Regions from separate parts of the Mus musculus genome. Here region 1 is linked to region 2. The links are chromatin contacts, called in public promoter capture Hi-C maps. All regions are on one chromosome and are shown on one strand. The core of a region is the stretch at or near the end of the contact, and the rest is flanking DNA. Distances in the headings are between cores, read along the strand shown.

The links. Promoter capture Hi-C pulls out the DNA fragments that hold promoters and counts their contacts.
Region 1: a promoter capture Hi-C map of liver shows a contact between it and region 2, with 9 times the contacts expected there. The contact joins the promoter of Ces2e here to the promoter of Ces2a in region 2. A contact is called at or near these places in 7 of 39 promoter capture datasets (cranial neural crest, embryonic stem cells, liver and 2 more), 3 of 484 Hi-C or Micro-C datasets (liver, muscle stem cells and nephron progenitors), 2 of 115 datasets of contacts at active chromatin or transcription factors (hepatocytes and intestinal villus epithelium) and 3 of 9 other capture datasets (adipose tissue, embryonic stem cells and liver).

What each region holds. Positions count from the first base shown.
Region 1 is chr8:104,923,725-104,928,315 of GRCm38.p6, forward strand. It overlaps Ces2e (carboxylesterase 2E), which reads left to right and starts at 2,536. Exons shown (of 12, transcript NM_172759.3): 1 at 2,536-2,672; 2 at 3,284-3,488. The coding sequence starts at 2,597.
Region 2 is chr8:104,731,488-104,736,581 of GRCm38.p6, forward strand. Ces2a (carboxylesterase 2A) reads left to right here and starts at 2,516. Exons shown (of 12, transcript NM_133960.5): 1 at 2,516-2,660; 2 at 3,210-3,414; 3 at 4,575-4,713. The coding sequence starts at 2,585.

The sequences.
Region 1 (4,591 bases), core at 1,286-3,785, 190 kb after region 2:
CATGTATCAGCATATCTTGGTAAATCTGCATAAGAGTATGAGATAAGCAACAACCCACACTTCAAGTATAAAAAAAAAAAATCCACTCATGATCCTTCCTGTTAATCATCACCTGGTCTCTGCTCCCTAGCAACCATATGACTTCTTTCTGATGGAAGAGTTTGTAAACTGCATAAAATTTGAAAACATCAGGGCTCTGGGCTGTCCTATCATGAAAAGGAATTCTTTGTGACTAGTCTCATTACTAGGTACAATTTATTCAAGCATTGCGTCCTTTGCTAAACAATGCCATTCTACATATGCACTCAACACATTTACCCACTCCCCAGTTAATACACACCTGAGCAACCTGATTCCTACTACTTCCCATCAAGCTCTTGTGAACTTTCTCAAACACAGGGTTTGTTTTGTTTTGTTTTGTTTTAGTTTTGTTTTGTTTTGTTTTGTTTTGTTTTGTTTTTTAGCTTAATATTTTCTTCTCTTTGGGCCAAGCTGTCTTCTATGACTGTATCATTCTTATCTCCTCCAGGCATGTTTGAGGACACTGGTGACCCCATATCTTTGCACCGAATCGGTGTGAAGGAGTATCTATTGCAGGTGTTTCAATAGAATTTGAGCTTCTGCTTCCCCCACTTCTCCCTGTTCCTGAGCTCACTCTCCACTTCTTCCAAGAAATGCACCTGAGAGTCTTCTTCATTCCACATATTTGCTATGGCCTTGGCAATTACCAACATGAGGGTCTCTGGATAAATGTGCAGTAAGTAACAAAGCCCATGGGTTCTACCACCCCTTCCCAGCATTCCCAGTTACTGTTCTATAGATAACTCCATGACCAAGAGTACTTGTGAAAGAAAGCATTTAATTGGGGGCTTCCTTACATTTCAGAGGATGAGTTCAGAACCATCATCCTGGTGGGCAGCATGGCAGCAGGCAGGCAGGAACGGAGCTGGAGCAGTAGCTGAGAGTTTACATTCTGATCCATAAGCAGAAAGCAGAGACTTGTCCTGGCATGGGTTTTTGAAACTTCAAATCCCACCCCCAGTGACAAACCTCCTTCAACAAGAGCACACCTCCTAATTCCTCCAAAACAGTCCATCAACTGGAAAGCAAACATTCAAATATATGAGTCTGTAAAGGCTATTCTCTTTCAAACCACTACACCAGTAGAGCTGAGAAAGTCTTGTATTAAGAGGAAGCACCAGGAAGCCCTGAAAACTTGAAGATGCTGATTCCTTGACCCTGAGAAAGAAGGAACTGAAGACGACCTCGTAGCCCTACAGCGCATCAGTTTCTTTGCTCAAGGAACTGAGAGGAGGGAGAGGAGCAGCCAGTGAGGGCTGGGACAGCAGACTGGTCAGGAGTGCATTGCAGCCACTACATTGAAACAATAGCCAGTGTTGGTAGGGAAAGGCTTGGCTGTATCATGCTTGCAGAGACAGAGAAGCCTTAAGGATGTAGCTCCGCCCGCAGTGCTAGGCCCATAAATTATCAGGATCTGGAAATACAGAGTGAAGGCAAATTCTCAGACTTCAGGCTTACTTTGATCCCTGTATCATGCCCTCTAGGAGATCCGTTGGGCATTGTGGGAGCTCCTAGTCCTGTACTCTTTGGTGTGTTCTGCCAGGGTTCTTTGTGATTATTACACACCTAGTGTAGACCTGTACCTTTGGCTTTATCATAGACTCTGAGAGCTCAGACACTGAGAGTTCAGTGTTAGACTAGCAGGACCTGAGTAAATGTTTGCTAAGTGAAGACCAGGAGATGGCACAATGTGCCAAGGAATTTTCAAAAGGCCAGAGACCTAAAATGGGTCCCCTATATCCACATGGTGGAATGATCTGACTGACGGAAGAGGCATTTCACATGTGTGGCATGGCATTCACACATGCATATAAACACATGCACAAGAAAGAAAGAAATAGAAAAAAATGGAAAGTGCTCCTTAAGTAGATAAAGAACTATGAAAGTTGATCTCAGCAGGAGCTGGCTAAAAGAGGAAACATATATTACAGAGGTGGTGTGAATAAGGAATGAGACTTGCGAAGTGCCACATTGTGGTGTTTCAGTGAAATAGCCAGGACACATGTGGAGGGGTCCATATAGACCCTAAGATCACTGTAATGGACATATTCTGAACACATTCTCTCCCTCCTTCCCTCTCTTCTCCCCCTCCCTCCCCCTCCCCTCTCTTATCTTGAATACATACCTACTTGAAGAAGCCCCCCAGGCTGTCTCTGTTACAGATTCCTGTTCTCTGAACTCCAGAACAACACTAACATCTGCCCAATGAGTACAAGGACAGTGATCATGGTTTGAATTGACTTAGGCTTGAATATAGGACTCCCTGTGTTACAGAAGGACTTCAGATGGCATGATATACCTTTCTAGGAGGCCAAAGAGCAGGAATAGAGATTGCTTTGGCTTCCTGCTGGCCTGCTCTTCTTTGGCAATACGAACTTTGCCCCGCCCTAGTGAATTTCCTGCCTACTTTATTTTAGGTCCAAATTCCTGCCTAGGCAAGACCCACATCTTTTATTTCCTGTCCATAGCACACAGATATCCTGGAGCAACACAGACTCAGATCTAAGAGCTGACTATGCCACTATACAAACTTCTTGGATGGCTGAATGCTGTGGCCTGTGGGGTCCTGCTTCTCGTTCTGCATGTGCAAGGTGAGAGTCATTCAGTGAGCAATGAGGAACAGGTCAGAGCTGCTCAGTTCCTCGGAGTCAGCAGGTTCGTTTGTGGGAGGGAAGTCACCAGGGAGGGAAAAGCTGGTAAAGATGGCAGATAAAAAGGGTGGAAAATGTGTGCCTCCCAATGCCTTCACCAAAGCCCACAGAGTGAACCCTGCTGCACATAGAGGGTCAGCAATACCTATGAACACCCCTTTCCAAAAACAATCATTCCAGTGGAAGAAGGGCTAAGAAGTGCTGCACCTGAAGGTTAGAGGAAAGAGAGCAAAGGTATCATTTCCTCTCTCCCTGTGTGACTGTGGCTGCTACAGACCTTTCGGTGATGATGAAAAGAATACATCCATGCTGTCAAGTGGCTCTGAGCATGTCTCCTCCTTAGAGACATGCCCTGCTACCATTCAAAAGGAGTATAAGTAATGTTCCTGGCTTGGGGGTTATGTAGAAGCTCCTACTCGCACATCCCACACCTGAGCCTACACACCCCAAATTCCCTTCCCCATGGGCACTTAGTGAAAATAAGGTGGGAATAAACCATGTAGTGGCAACTGCCTGGGCAAAACTAACCATGTTGGCATCTCCACCCACAGGTCAGGACTCAGCCAGCCCCATCAGGAACACACACACAGGCCAGGTGAGAGGCAGCCTTGTCCACGTGAAGGACACTGACATCGCTGTTCATACCTTCCTGGGAATCCCCTTTGCCAAGCCTCCTGTAGGACCACTGCGCTTTGCACCTCCTGAGGCCCCTGAGCCATGGAGTGGGGTGAGGGATGGGACCTCACATCCAAACATGTAAGTTTTGGACCTAGACAATTGCAGGCCGGGGGTAAAAGCATGCTTTAAGCTCTGGGAGCAAATGAAATGCTTCCTTCTTCTCAACCCCATAGAAGTTTTCTGTCTATGATGTGCAGTGCGTTGTGCATTTTTAGATACATAGCTAAGGCTTCTAATAGAAAAAACTTTGCCAGTCTCCTGGGTCAAAGATCAGTTCCTATACGTTATCTCTCAGTTTTGCAGTGAGAAACAGATATGAATGGTTCCTAGATTCAGAATATGCCAAGTGATCTCTGCCACCATAAATGAGGTCTATGGACAAAGGTCAGTATAAACACCTTAACCAGCAAGAGCCCAGAGTCAAGTATAATGTACTATAAGTCTCTCAGGAGGGCAGCAGTGATGTGTCCTTTCACAACTCCAGCCTCTACAGTTCCTCATACAACCAAAGGAGCCAAGTGCCATTGTCCAAAGAAACATATAAAACCTTCCTCTGAAGATTACGTGTGAAGTAGAGGTCCTGAGAGTTTCTGGAAGTAGGGTAAAGAACATCCCATGGGTCTTTGGGACATTGTTTTTGGGACATTGTCCACTGCACCCCTTAGTGCCTGTGTAGGTATTGCACAACATTATCTTGGTATCTTCATTTTGTTTCTTGTAGCTGTGATAAAATACCTGGTAAAAAGCAGGTTAAGACAGAAACTGTTTATTATGGGTCACAACTCCATGTTACCATAGACTACAAGGGGGAAACTTAAGGGAATAAATAATATCACATCTTTAAATGGGACCAGAGAGCAAGGAATGCATACCTACTGCCTAATGTTCAGTTTGCCTTCTCTGTTCATACTATTCAGAAGCCCCTTCTTAGAGAATGGTTCCCCCCATGGTTGAAAAGTTTACCACCTCAATTAACAGAATCAAGGAAATCCCCATAGGCTAACCTGATCTAGACAATCCTTCACTGAGACTATATTCCCAAGTGATTCTATGTTATCTTAAGGTAAAAATTAAGACTAACCTTCTCAATAGGCATTAAAGAGTACTAACAGAACTGGTGCTTATCGCTGCTCACGGGAAATTATTCTCATAGAGCCTCCAGGAGTTCCCCAGAAGCCAAA
Region 2 (5,094 bases), core at 1,266-3,765:
ACTCAGAGGCTGAGACTACAGAGATGGACTAGCTCACAGCGATGTCAGAAGAGCTTGTTAGAAGTGTGTGTCTCCAAATTCCCTCACCAGGGCCTGTGGAATGACTTGGCAAGTTAAGGGTACCTGCCTCCAAACTGGTGGCCAGAGTTCAACCCGAAGAACCCACACTGCGGAAAAAGATAACTGACTCCAAATGCCCCAGCCAAAGGGCACAGACCAAAGTATACAGCCAAAGACACAGAGTAGCCATCTATCTACCAAGCAAAGGATACCAGAGGAGGTCACCCAGGCTGATCCAGCCCAGAGTGAGGGGATCTGAGTTACGCTGGACCTGCAAGTCAGAGGACAGAGGAGCAGGTGGATCTTTCCCCTTAGTGCTTTTGTAGCTGTAGCTGCTACTGGACTTTTAGATAATAATAATATAATATATTCATGGTGCCAAGTATCTCTGCGTGTGCCAAGCCCTAGGATAGAACAGACTGGCATCCTTCAACAGGGCACTGTACAGAGTCATTAGGGTATACAGAAGTTCCTTGTGTACCCACCACGCCTCAGTTGACCTTAGTATTCCCTGGGTTCATTTCACTCTGCACATAACCTGGGAAAGGGCAGGTTGGATTTCAGTGCAAATGGCATGTGTGTTCTGAGTCAGAATGGCGTTATGCCCAGATTGTGTGTGCTGCAACTGATGGTCCCCGCCCACACCTCCTCCCCGACCTCTCCAATCTGATAGTATAAACGTTATTGACCTCTTCCTAAGCCTCCCCAGTCCGATCCACTGAACTCACCTCACCTGTGACCCCCTGCTGTGGGTCACCAGACTCTGAAAGGTCACCAGGGTTCTCCATGCAGCAAGATCTGCTTGACTCACTAGTGACTACTGTTTGGAACATTCTTTGTTTGGATTCCTGGGCTTAGAATTGGTGTCAACTGGAAGCAGAATGGAGTTGCATCTTATCCCCTCCCCCATCTCACCCCATTCTGCAACATTCTTGGGAACACCAGATTGTCCGAGCCTTGTGGGGGATGCCCAGGATTACTTAGGGCAGATGTATATGAGGTGAATGCTTTGCAAACCCAGAGCCCGAGAAGCTGAGGTAGCAGGCCAATCTGGACTACAGAGAATATCCTGTCTTCAGCACAGAGTAGCTGAAAATGAAGAAGAAACGTGTTCACCTAATTTGAGTTCCACCAATGGCTCTTGTTCTAGAATATGGCTTTTTAGCTTACAGCCAGATGGGCATTTTGCCTGACCACACAGAATTTCATAGCTTTTTCTTTCTTAGAAGAGAAAGCTTTGTGGGCATAGCTGGGCTCTAAGCAGAACCATTTCAGTATTTGTTGTCTGTTACAAGAATGGTCAGGCATCAGTGACTGGTGCCATGTGTATGTATTCTGTATGTGTGTCTGTGGCTATGGCTGTGTGTTTGTGTCTGTGTGTGAGTCTGTGTATATGTGTGGATCTGTGTATGTGTGTGTTTGGAGTGCTTGTGCCTGTGTGTATCTCTCTGTCTATATGTCTGTCTGTCTGTCTGTCTGTCTGTCTGTCTGTCTGTCTGTCGGTCTGTCTCTCTCTCTGTGGGGCTCTGCTGAAGTTTCTTTCCAGCCCTCAAAGCCTGGAGATACTGTGAGGTTCATGTTCATGTGCTCAGAACATCTGTGAATATGTTTGACTGTGAGGTGTGTCTTGGCAACAGAATGGAAACATTAGAAGGTCCAGATATGTTCAGAAGAGCATCCTATCCCTGTCTCCCTGAGTGCCTGCCCTTGCACAGACACTTATTTCTAACTTTTACAGGCCCTCTGAGATCCTTTGGTTGCTTGTGACACAATCACTCACCTTCAGATTCCATATTATTAATTTATTGATGTCCCTAAATCTTCTCTGGGCCCTCTATTAAAAACATTATATACTTATGCCATCATACAATGGAGATGAATGTTGCTCCATCTGCCTCTGTGTCTCCTAAGCAGTTTCTCTCTGTCATTACGGGGTTCTCTCCTCTAATCCCCACGTTCCCAGGCACCCTAAATATGACAAACCTTTATCTTCCCAGGGTGCTAACTTTTGCAGGATTCATAGAGTAACTTGAAGGCCAATCCCAGGACATGACTAAAATGATGATTCTTGTAATGTCAATCTTCCACAACAGGAAGTATCCTGACTGTGTACCTATTGACAAGAGCCCTGTGGCTTCTCCTGTTGCAGCTTTCTGCTCCCTGATCTTCATACCAACACCTACATTGGGATGGTGAGGAAGAGAGTCAGGAATCATGATTCCATATTGGAGGTCAGGGATCCTGGCATTGCAGAAGGACTTCAGATGCCCTGCTGTGTCTGTCCAAGAGGCCAGGGAAGGAAGAGAAACTGCAGAGGTGGCTTTGCCTGCTTGTTGGCTCTTGTCTCCCTGTGGCTTCTGCCTTATCAGTTTTTCTGCAATAAGAACTTTGCCCCATCCAATCAAATGTCCACACCTACACCCCTAAAAGTACAAATTCCTGCTTGGACCAGGCCGATCTGTTTTTGTTTCCTGCTGTGACACTCTCATGTGCAGCAGCACAGGTTTAGGCCTGAGATTCAACCATGCCATTGGCTAGACTTCCTGGTTGGCTGTGTGTTGTTGCCTGTGGGCTCCTGCTTCTCCTCCAGCATGTGCATGGTAAGACTATCTAAATGAGCACAGGGGACTTGGGTCAGAACTGCCCCAGTTCGGCAAAGTCAGAGGCTGAGCTTGTGGGATGGAAGGCACCAGGAAGGGAAAAGGAGCTGGTGGAGAATGACAGGTGACAGTGTGGGGAATGTGTGCTTTGTAATGTCCCACCAGGGCACATGGGGCGGGGGGGGGGCATCAGAGATGTCTGAGGTTAGCACATACTGAGGAGACAACCGGGACAGAACAACAAGCAGGACATGTCCCTCCTCTGTGTGTGCTTGTGGCTAGAAATCCTACAACATTGATAATGATAATAATTCCTTCCTAATGCCAAGTGGCTCTAAGCCTGTCACTTTGTTGACTAGGGAAGAGTCCTGACAGTTTGGAAGAGGGTCAGTGGACAAGGTGTCTGTCCCTAGGGAATCTAGAAGCCCTCATCTCCTCATCCTACTACTGAACTGAGATGACCCAGGTTACCTTCCCCATGTACCATGGTGATGATGAGGTAGAAAGTCCCAAGTGTGGTGACAGCTGATGGCATCTCTCCACTTACAGGCCAGGACTCAGCCAGCCCCATCAGGAACACCCACAGGGGTCAGGTGAGAGGCAGCTTTGTCCACGTGAAGGACACTAAATCTGGTGTCCATGCCTTCCTGGGAATCCCCTTTGCCAAGCCTCCTGTAGGACTACTGCGCTTTGCACCTCCTGAGGACCCTGAGCCATGGAGTGGTGTGAGAGATGGGACCTCACAGCCGGCCATGTAAGTTCTAGACCCAGAGGACTTCAGGCCTGTGCTCTGGGCCACACTGCAGGCTTCCTCCACCTCAGCTCTATAGCAGTTTTCTGCCTATGATGAGGGGCATCTCCCATGCACGTTCTTGATGAATGTGCTAAGAATTAGAGTAGAACAGCTGTGCCAGGCTGCTGGGTCAGAGCACAGCACCTGTAGGGACTTAGTTGTAGGAACTGCAGTAAGGAACAGAGACTGAGCCCATTCTTCACAGTCCCTGTGACCATCCACTGTCCTTGTGCCATTGACTAAGGAACAAGCACACATGCTTCTAACTGGAGACTATGTGGAACAAGGAGGTACCTTATTGGTACTTGGGAGTGAAATGAAGAATGTCTCACTATCATATGGAGTGGCATTGCCCACTCATTCCTATAGTTGCTATGTGGGCACAGTACCTCAATACCCAAGTATCTTAGTTCCCTTTCTATTGCTGTGATAAAGTATCCTTACATAAGCAACTTAGTGAAGAAAGATTTTACTATGGGTCACAATCCCAGCTTATAATCAATCATAGGTGGGAAACTACAGAGTCAGATGTTTAAGAGAGCTGATTGCATCCCATCCATAATCAGGAGCAGAGTTCAAAGGACACATGCTTGCCTACTAACCTTCACTTACTCTCTCCATTCTTATACAATCCAGAAGCCCCCTTCCTAGGGAATGATGCCTCCTATAATGAGCAGGTATTCCTATTGCAAAGAACATGATTGAGATAATGTTACTTGCATGCTGACCAGTCACCAGGATCTAGACAATCCCTCAGTAAGATTCTTTTCCCAGGTGATTATACAGTGTGCCGAGTCATCAATCAAAACTAACCACCATATCAGGATTTTAATTTTACAAACAGGATTGAATGTGGGAACACAAATTATTTTCACTGAAGCTGTTGTAAGTCTCCATATACTAGCCCCCAGAATATTACTATATACGGAGAGTCCTCCCTGAAAAAAATCTGACTCCATTTCCATTTTCACATGGCTGGTGGTCTTTATTGTGGGAGGGACTTTAGAGAAGAATCATAATGTTAACAGGCATGATGGAAAGCAGTAGCGGTAGGTGACTGAAAGTTCATATTAAGACATAGATGTGATTATCTTGGATTTCCTGCCTTCTGTTTTCACTAGGTGTCTGCAGCCTGATATAATGAATTTAGAGGATGCGAAGGAAATGAATCTGATCCTGCCTCCCATCTCTATGTCCGAGGACTGCCTGTATCTCAACATCTACACACCAACCCACGCCCAGGAGGGCTCTAACCTGCCTGTGAGTGTCAGGCTAGCGCCATTGGGAACAGGTCATTTATTTCTCTGGAAGATGGGAAGGAACAAAATAATTCTGAGCTCCACTGTAGTTTAGACCCTGATTAGTAGTTTTACCTTATTGAGTTCAAGAAGGTCATGTCAGCTGATGGTGAGCTGCTTAAACGTGTGTGTGTGTGTGTGTGTGTGTGTGTGTGTGTGTGTGATTAAACCAGGAATTCTTTTATCACTTGGAAGACCCACTAAGAATGGTGCACAAGGGTTGAGTATTGACATCACCCAAATTTCTAGCTGCAAGTTATGTGTTCTGCCAATGGGAACTGATGGCCACTCTGATTAGCAATCAGAAAAGCCCCGCAGGAAGACCTTTCTTTCTTTCTTTCTT